Regions from separate parts of the Sus scrofa genome. Here region 1 is linked to region 2. A link is a contact called in public HiChIP or PLAC-seq data. All regions are on one chromosome and are shown on one strand. The core of a region is the stretch at or near the end of the contact, and the rest is flanking DNA. Distances in the headings are between cores, read along the strand shown. Region 1 overlaps TRAF3IP2 (adapter protein CIKS). Region 2 overlaps MFSD4B (sodium-dependent glucose transporter 1).

What was found. HiChIP or PLAC-seq counts read pairs in DNA pulled down with a chosen protein or histone mark.
Region 1: an H3K27ac HiChIP or PLAC-seq map of skeletal muscle shows a contact between it and region 2, with 2.6 times the contacts expected there. The contact joins two enhancer-like sites. A contact is called at or near these places in 1 of 47 Hi-C or Micro-C datasets (skeletal muscle) and 1 of 2 datasets of contacts at active chromatin or transcription factors (skeletal muscle).

The regions. Positions count from the first base shown.
Region 1 is chr1:77,484,952-77,489,548 of Sscrofa11.1, reverse strand. The region is part of intron 8 of TRAF3IP2 (adapter protein CIKS); the gene reads left to right. Among named protein-coding and RNA genes, the nearest start is that of TRAF3IP2, 54 kb to the left of the region's middle. Within about 2 kb of position 1,603, at least 9 of the 83 cell types and tissues checked have an H3K27ac peak or open chromatin away from gene starts, as enhancers often do. A contact at or near this core is called in skeletal muscle, where this site is marked.
Region 2 is chr1:77,167,220-77,171,735 of Sscrofa11.1, reverse strand. It overlaps MFSD4B (sodium-dependent glucose transporter 1), which reads right to left. Exons shown (of 5, transcript XM_003121369.4): 4 at 4,326-4,516; 5 at 1-4,324. The coding sequence ends at 4,289. Among named protein-coding and RNA genes, the nearest start is that of MFSD4B, 10 kb to the right of the region's middle. Within about 2 kb of position 1,310, at least 3 of the 83 cell types and tissues checked have an H3K27ac peak or open chromatin away from gene starts, as enhancers often do. A contact at or near this core is called in skeletal muscle, where this site is marked.

The sequences.
Region 1 (4,597 bases), core at 354-2,853, 320 kb before region 2:
TGACACGCAGCAGGTGCTGCCTCCAAGCTCGTCTTGGGATCCCCAGATGAGTCCTCATCTACTCAGAGGAAAATCCATGAGGCCCTACCTGATGCAGCCTCTCTACTTCCAGGACCCTTCTGCTCTCTTCCATTCACTCTTCTCTGGCTGCACTGGCCTTGCTACTCCTTGAACAGGCCCGTTAAGCTTCCAGCACAGGGCCTTTGCTCTTCTACCTGCCTGGTCCCAGGCATCCTCAAAACTTGCTCCCTCTACTCTTTAACGTCTTTGCTTATTTTCTCAGTGAGACCATTTCTAAACACCATATTTATTTACTTGTTTGTTATTTTTAGGGCCACACCTGCGGCATAAGGAAGTTCTCGGGTTAGGGGTCAAATCAGAGCTGCAGCTGCCAGCCTACAGCACAGCCACAGCAACGCCAGATCCCAGCTACATCTGCAACCTGTGCCGCAGCTTGTGACAATGTCAGATCCTTAACCCACTGAACGAGGCCAGGGCTTGAACCCACATCCTCTTGGATACTAGTTGGGTACTTAACCTGCTGAGGAACTCCCTAAACACCCTATTGAAAACTGCCCATCTTTCATCCCTGCCCAGCACTCCCTACCCCTTTCTCAGTTTTGTTTTTTTGTTTGTGTTTTTGGTCTTTTTGTCTTTTTCTAGGGCCACATCTGCGGCATATGGAGATTCCCAGGCTAGGGATCGAATCGGAATTGTAGCCACCAGCCTATGCCAAAGCCACAGCAACATGGGATCCGAGCCACGTCTGTGACCTACACCACAGCTCATGGCAATGCGGGATCCCCAACCCACTGAGCGAGGCCAGGGATCAAACCCGAAACCTCATGGTTCCTTGTCAGATTCGTTAACCACTGAGCCACGATGGGAACTTCTCTTTCCCTGTTTTATTTTTCTCTACAGCCTGTATTAGTATTGAACACACTCTGTCTTTTACTTATTCGTTATCTGTCTTTCTCCAGCAGAGTGTCCACTGTCTGAGGGCAGTCTGCAACTACACCCTCACCGTCCCTGGTTTACGGGTTCTGCTCTTGCCTGATAACTAGGAACTGGTGGGCTCCTTCTGCGGGCCAGACCTGTGGCTGGAGTGAAAGGATGATGAATTAGCTTAGGCCCCCAGCCCTGGCATACTTCTGCCGCAAGCCACGGGGGAATTCACATCAGTCAGCATGACCTCTGTCCTACCCCTTTTATGGGAGGGTGGTGAAAGGCAGCTGAAAGGCACAGGGCAGGTAGCCTGGGAGGCTGCTGGAAGATGCCGGCACATGTGCTTTCCATAACGAGCCGCACAGCCTGCTCGGAGCCAAGAGCCTTTCACACACACGGCCCTTCCAAAAGCAAAACGGTCCAACTCCCAGGAGAGCTGAGTACCAGACGCCCGAGAAGGGCAAAGCCATGGAGGTGTGGGAACTGAGCCTAGGATCTGGAATCCAGGTTTTTCTCTAATGGCTTTTGCTCCTGTCATTCTCTCTCCCATAGGAACACGTGCCCACCTGGCTTCAGAACACTCACATCTACAGCTGGCCCAAGAATAAAAAAAATATCCTGCTGCGGCTGCTCAGAGAGGAAGAGTACGTGGCTCCTCCCCGAGGGCCTCTGCCCACCCTTCAGGTGGTCCCCTTGTGACCCCTCCACCCCTAGATCAGGCGGGCTGGCAGCATGCAGGGCTGTTGTTTTCAGTCCCTCTGGCCCCAGAAAACCTGTTCTGCAGAGTACTCTTCTCCTGAGACCTTGGGGGACTTGACTTTGAAACAGAGGCCACCAAACAGTCTGCCGTGTCCAGAATGAGCGCTCAGCACTCAGCAAGTGGATAATACCAGTGACGTTGCTGTAACTGTAAACGACCACAAACACTCTCCCATTGCTCAGAGCTACTTTTCCGCGTTAGCCCGGTGCTGGGTGTGCTCAGACCAAACTGATGCATGGACAAATAATAAAATATTGACTCTTTTGTAAACCTGCATGTCACTTATCTCAGAGGAGATAGATACATAGTAATTGACATGGACAGTTGCTTCCAGGGATATCAGTAAAGCTGCTTAAATATAATATTAGACAAATGTAACGAACTGCCTCGTACTAAAGAATTAAGGCCAGATAGTTAAACAATCCCTTTCAATTTAATCTGGGGAGGTTTATTCCTGCAGTAGAGTTTTTAAACAAAGAAACTTTGTTCCCCACCACCATGATTCTAAATAAAATCATAGTTCCTAGGGTCTGGGCTGTAGACGTCAAAAAATCTGTGTACTGTATGAAGTGACGACAGGGAATGTACAATGCAGGCTAGAACTGTGGCTTGGGAGATCTGTGTTCCAGTCTTGGGTCTGCCACTAACTAGCTATGTGACCCGGAGCAAATCTTTTCACTCTTCTGAAACTCCAGGGACTTATTTGTATAATTTCATGGACAGAAGTTTCTTTAATGACTCTAAAAGGTTTAAGACCTAGAAACTAAATTCTAAATACTCCTGAAGAACGTATGAGTTTTTCTGGAGTTCCAGTTGTGACTCAGTGGGTTAAGAAGTCAACATACTGTCTGTGAGGATTTGGGCTCTATTCCTGGTCTCGCTCAGTGGTTTAAGGATCCAGCATTGCCATGAGCTGTGGTGGAGGTCAGCACCTGCAGCTCTGATTTAACCCCTCGCCTGAGAACTTCCATATGCTGCACCTCGGCCCTTAAAAGAAAAAAGAAAAAAAAAAAAATGACTGCGTTTTCTTTTTCATAATAATCTCCTAGGGAATGGAAGCGCATTTTTTTTTTTTTTTTTTTTTACAGAAGGGACATTTTCTTCTTTTTAAAATATCTTCAATAATACCCTCACATGAATAATTTGGAAATACATATCTTGCTCATCTGATTGATAGCCAAAAAAATACAGACATATCCATATGTAAAATATGTACATGTGTGTGTGAATATAGATATTATATATAGAATATGTATAGCATGGAATTCTCTATATCCAGATTATATAATATATATATTCCATATATATTCTACACAGAACAAAGTGAAATGACTGCAGGGGGCCCAAGATAATACCCTGATCTGAACACTTTTGCAGAGTGAGACCTTCTGCTTTCCCTTCTCTGTCTACCTAACTTTTTTTTTTTTTTTTGTCTTTTTTTTTTTTGCTATTTCTTGGGCCACTTCCGAGGCATATGGAGGTTCCCAGGCTAGGGGTCCAATCGGAGCTGCAGCCACCGGCCTACGCCAGAGCCACAGCAACGCGGGATCCTAGCCGAGTCTGCAACCTACACCACAGCTCACGGCAACGCCAGATCGTTAACCCACTGAGCAAGGGCAGGGACCGAACCCGCAACCTCATGGTTCCTAGTCGGATTCGTTAACCACTGCGCCACAAGGGGAACTCCCAGCCTACCTAACTTCTTAAACAAGGCTCAATTGTGTTACAATATAGTTCAGCCCATATATGTCACCATAGGGAAGACAAATATTTATCAACTATATAAGAAGAAACTTTGCTGATAAATTGCAAAGAACACCACTTTAATTTATATTATAACCTAGATGTCTACTGGGTACAGTGAATGTAGTTTTTTAAAACTAGGAAAAGAAGGAGTTCCCATCAGGGCGCAGTGGAAACGAATCTGACTAGGAACCGTGAAGTTTCGGGTTCGATCCCTGACCTCGCTCTGTCGGTGAAGGATCCAGTGTTGCCGTGAACTGTGGTGTAGGTCACAGATGTGTTGTGGATCTGGCATTGCTGTGGCTGTGGTGTAGGCCGGCAGCTGTAGCTCTGATTCAACCCCTAGCCTGGGAATCTCCATATGCCGCCGCAGGTGTGGCCATAAAAAGCCCAAAAAAGCAAAAAAAAAAAGAAAAGAAAGAAAGAAAGAAAAAAAAGCTATATACCTGAAGTACTCATTGTGTAAGACTCTGACGAGTATCTTTAACATCATGGCATTTGAAACCTGGAAAAACGGACATACTTATTTGATTAAATTGAAATGCCTGGAAAACACCCCAAACACAATATCAAATCTTCTCTCTTTTGATGATCTTTTTTGAAGGTCAACCATCAATAAGGATTCTACACACAGTTGTAAATAAAATGGCATCAGCCAATGATTACCCTGAATGTTTCTAGGTTGCGGAGGTTTAATAATGTGATTACCTCTCCCTCCCTTCGGAGACTGGTCCTGAGCCCTCAGCCACCACTCCGCCCCCAAATGAATGATGAGGGAAGTCCCTAGGGTTCCACAAATAGTCACTATAGTGTTTCAGCTGGTAGCACTGGTAACAACAACAACAACAAAACTAAACCAAAAAAACCTACACACACACACACAAAACACACCTGGCCAAGTGATAGATCTTTGACCCCTAGAGTTTCTATGGAATCTGACGACTACGAACATCAAAGGAATTTTAACAACTATTTTAGAGCACTGACACTGAGATTAACACTTGGTTTATTTAGACATTATCCTGGTCCCCTTGCATTCATCTGCAGATATGTGGGGGGTGGAAGCGGGGTAGGGCCAACTCAGTAGAAATCACCTCAGCCTCAGGCTTGATTCAGACCTAAACTGATTTTAGAGGTGAGAATGCAAGG
Region 2 (4,516 bases), core at 61-2,560:
TTCAAGGAAGAAAAGAACATTTCTAACAAACTTTGAAGCATACAGTAAGCTTTTCTGTATCCCTTCCCTATCACCTCTACCCCCACTGCATCCCCACAGTATAGAAAAATATCAAACACACAATATCTGGGGGCTCACATGTGCAAATATACACACACATTGACAACACTATGAATAAAACAAGGGCACTTAACAAACACAAAAATACAGAGCATCCCAGAAGAATATACCTATTTCCATTAAGCATTTTAAGCTCTATTTTAGTAGTAACTTTTAAGTGGCAGGACTGAATGACACACAGCTACGGCAACCCCAAAGTTCTGATTATGAGAAAGCTATCCTGATTATTCAGTAAATCTATCTGGAACATTTTAATATGTAATCACACATATTTCAGGAGTGTGTTGCGACACTCTTTTTGGTTTTAATAAACTACAATTCTTCAAACTAAAAACCAGTCCACCAAACATAGTATCGGTGTACTCTGAACACAAAATTCAAGTTGTTTCTGATACCTTACCTGGTAGAAGGAAAAAACCTTTTTTAACCCCTTTACCTTTTATTTAGAAATCAAAGAACTTTCTAGGCATTTAGGATTATTACTTATATTTGTTTTTTGTTTTTTTTTTTTTGTCTTTTTGCTATTTCTTGGGCCACTACCGTGGCATATGGAGGTTCCCAGGCTAGGGGTCTAATTGGAGCTGTAGCCGCTGGCCTACACCAGAGCCACAGCAACACGGGATCCGAGCCGTGTCTGCAACCTACACCACAGCTCATGGCAACGCTGGATCGTTAACCCACTGAGCAAGGGCAGGGACCGAATCCGCAACCTCATGGTTCCTAGTCGGATTCGTTAACCGCTGCGCCACGATGGGAACTCCTGTCCATTATATTTTCAGGTACCTCTCTGATCTTCTACCATGATCCTTTTTTTTTTTTTAAATACCTTCATTACTTTTCTAATAAAAACTGACTTTTAAAAAAGATTCTTCTTTAAAAAATAAGAGTATTTGAAAAATGCTCTCAAAGTGTTCTTGGACTTTATTATGAAAAATAGGATTAAACGATTGCCCTCACATGAAGCTGCACCTGAACAGGGTAAAAAGCCCAGTGGTAAGGTACATAAGGGAAAGTCTCAAGAGAAACAAAAAAGAAACAAAGAGCTTAACTCTGAGTTAACCACTCCAGTGCCCCGCAAACAAAGAGTCTCCCTTACCAGGTTTGCTGGCCTAGTCCATGGGGAGCCTTCCACCCCGACAACTGGCACGTTCAATGGGTTTTCTATGGTCACATTCCGTGACCGCAGAAGGTTTCCTTCCCTCAGATCAAACGTAGCTCTCCTGCGTTTGGCAGATTCTTGAGTGCAGTTGACATGCCCTAAGGTGACCCCCCATCACACACATCTCCTGCCTCTCCCCTTGCGTTTGGGCAGAATCTGCCACTTCCTTCCATCAGACAGAATAGGGCAAAGATGACAGGATGTCACTCTGGGGATCACACTGTTAGTAAAGACTCCAGTTTAGCAGAATCTGGTGAAACAGTCTCTTGCTGGCTTGGAAGAAACAAATTGCCATGCTGTGAGAGGATCTATGAGAGAGCCCCATGGCGGGGATCTGTGCGAGGGTCTAGCAATTGAGATTGCTGCCTGCAGACAGCCAGCAAAAAACGGAGACCTCGGGCCACCACAGCGCGAAACTGAATACTGTCAAAAACCTGACAGCCCTGGGAGGGAGGCCCAAGCTCCACAAAGAAGCAGAGCTCTATCCACCAGCCTGACTGTAGCCTGTGAGACCCTGAGCCGAGAACCCAGTGAGGTTGTGCCCAAATTCCTGACTCAAGGGAACTGTGAGGTTAAAAAAAGAAAGTCTGCTGTTTTAAGCTGCTAAATTTGGAGTAATCTGTCAACAATAGAAAACTTTGGAAGTTCCCATTGTGGCTCAGTAGTAACAAGCCTGATTGTATGCATGGGGGTGTGGGTTCGATTCTGGCCTTGCTCAGTGGGTTGGGGATCTGGCGTTGCTGTGAGCTGTGGTGTAGGTCGCAGATGCGGCTCTGATTAGCTCCCTGGCCCAGTAACCTCCATATGCCGTGGGTGCGGCCTTAAAAAAAAAAAATAGGAGACTCTGGTATTGGTTACTCTTATATCAGCAGTCACTTAACTAAGAACTGATTATTAGAATGAATGTTAATTCTTGGAATACTACTCAGTCTTATCCTTCCAATATGGAAATACATTATTAAACTTTAACAATGCCTATATTCTCATATGGCCATTCACATTTTGGTTTGTGGGATTCTAACACATTTTTGGTAGATCTCCAAATTTTCTGCCATGTTTTTATTACCTTCTCTCCCTGAGTTGCATTTTTACCCCTTAAATGTAGATGCTGCAGGTAGAATTCTATTCTAGCAAGCCGCCGAGATGCCAAGTAGCTGCTGCTGCCTAAATTCGAACAACCTAAGAAAAAGCAGTAAACAGAGCAGAGGTAATCTCCAAGCTCTAGCTAAATGAAAAGTATGGAATAAAAAGAGTAAGAAGAATGGGCTTTTTACTGTTAATTTCTCTACGAGCCCTCTCCAAAACTGTCAGATTATTACTATGAATCAATAATGGATGGTGGTCAAGAAAGGTGCTGTATTCCACTTAAGAAAAAATAGAGGCAAATTTATAGAAATTAGGTAAGAAAAAGCAGACCTATTGCAAAACCAGGGAGAAGTTAGGTGCGATTCAGCATCAGATGTGGTAAAAAGGAGTGAACAAAACCTGTCAGCAATGCCAGTCATTTTTCGAAGGACCAGCCCACACCAGATTTGTCACATTCATGATCCCGGACTCTTAGGAGGGATCTAATCATTACTTTGGTTTGCCAGGTGTTTCAAGCTCCGGAAGGAGGCCTGGATGAGCAATACAAGTACTCCAATCACTGGGAAAGACTGTGTCTCACTATAAATTAAACTAGCGGCCTGGTTTACAGTACTTGCAACATGACTCCCAAGCAAACTGGTGGTGGAGCAATCCCTGGACCAGCAAGGCTCAGACCCAGACTCTGTCGTGGAGGTAGGCAAGGACCTCAAGAGACCCCATCCAGAGCCCTATTACTAACACCAACACTCTGAAACAGCTTTTTCAATCAAACACGGCATCCCCAAATCCCATTTGAACATGATGGGGGAGAATGAGCATATAAAAATAACTTCTTTTTAAAATGTCTGTAAAAATAGTATAATCTCTATAACTGAATGAATTACTGTATTTCATTGAAACTAAGACTGGATTGTAAAATGCAACATTGTATACAGACATGGAAATAAATGTCAATTAAGTTTTGTCACAATGTTAAAGGATCATGGATTTTAACAAATATTCTGATTTCAGAAACATTAAAAACGTGAAACAAGGTGGCATCTGAGAATCGATGAAATACAGTACTAAAAATGTGTTTCTTCAGATAATTATTCAAATCAAGTATTAAACATTGAGTCTCTTCAACTGACTTGTATTCATAATCAGTAGCACATTCTTAAAGCCACCCTTCCCCCACCTTCTCATTTGAAATGAAGAATTGGGTGGCACTTATGTTAATTTCTAGCAGACCTCTTGCAGACTTTAAAAACCATGGAGTCCTACTTTGAAAGTCTTCTTATTTTCAGAAGATCAGGAGATGAGATAAATGAGGCTTACGTAAGTTAAATGACTGAGTACAGGGCCAGAAGACTTGTAAGCAGTAGTGAGGGCTTGAAGCCAGGTTTCTAGGGCTCCGTTCCATGTTCTCTTCATAGAAATCAGAATCATGAGTCATTAGCATTCTTTGGTCCAACACTACAAACAGGGTAAAACAATTAATAAAAGAAAAAAATCTGTCCATTTTTAAGATGCTCTTCTATGACATGATTCCCTCATCTTCCCTGGCACAATACTGATGGCTGGGAATTTGTCCAACTATCCAATTCAAAGACTTAACAGTTTTGTTCTACCAGAATGGCATCCAACTTCTCAAAAACAAATGCCTTCTTTGCACGCTCTGAAGGGCGAAGGCCATAAAATATTATTTATTTAGCCACATGCCAAACACAGGCCTCACAACAGGATCCTGCTGTAAAAAAAACCACCTTTTTTTATGAAAGACTCTGGAAATTACACAACGTTTCAAAATGTTTTAGTGTCTGCTATACTCGAACCTAGAAATTTTGATCCCCAACGCACAATGAAAATCTGTTACACTTTGCTCTGACTGGCCTCTTTAGAAGTGGCAATTACTCAAAGAAGTCAGACAATTATCCGTCTTCTCTAAGCATTAGTCCCTTTTGTCCTGGCTTCTTGCAAGGTGATTCACAGGGGAATTGCCACTATTCACTGGGGAGGACTCAAACATTAACACTTCTGAATAGGACTGACTGGAGACTTCTGCTGTGGGCTCCATCAAAATATTTCTAGATGTCTCGACTACAGAATTTCTCATTGTATCATTCACCTCAATCACTTCAAAGTCCATTTCATTCCATTTTTCTGCATCGT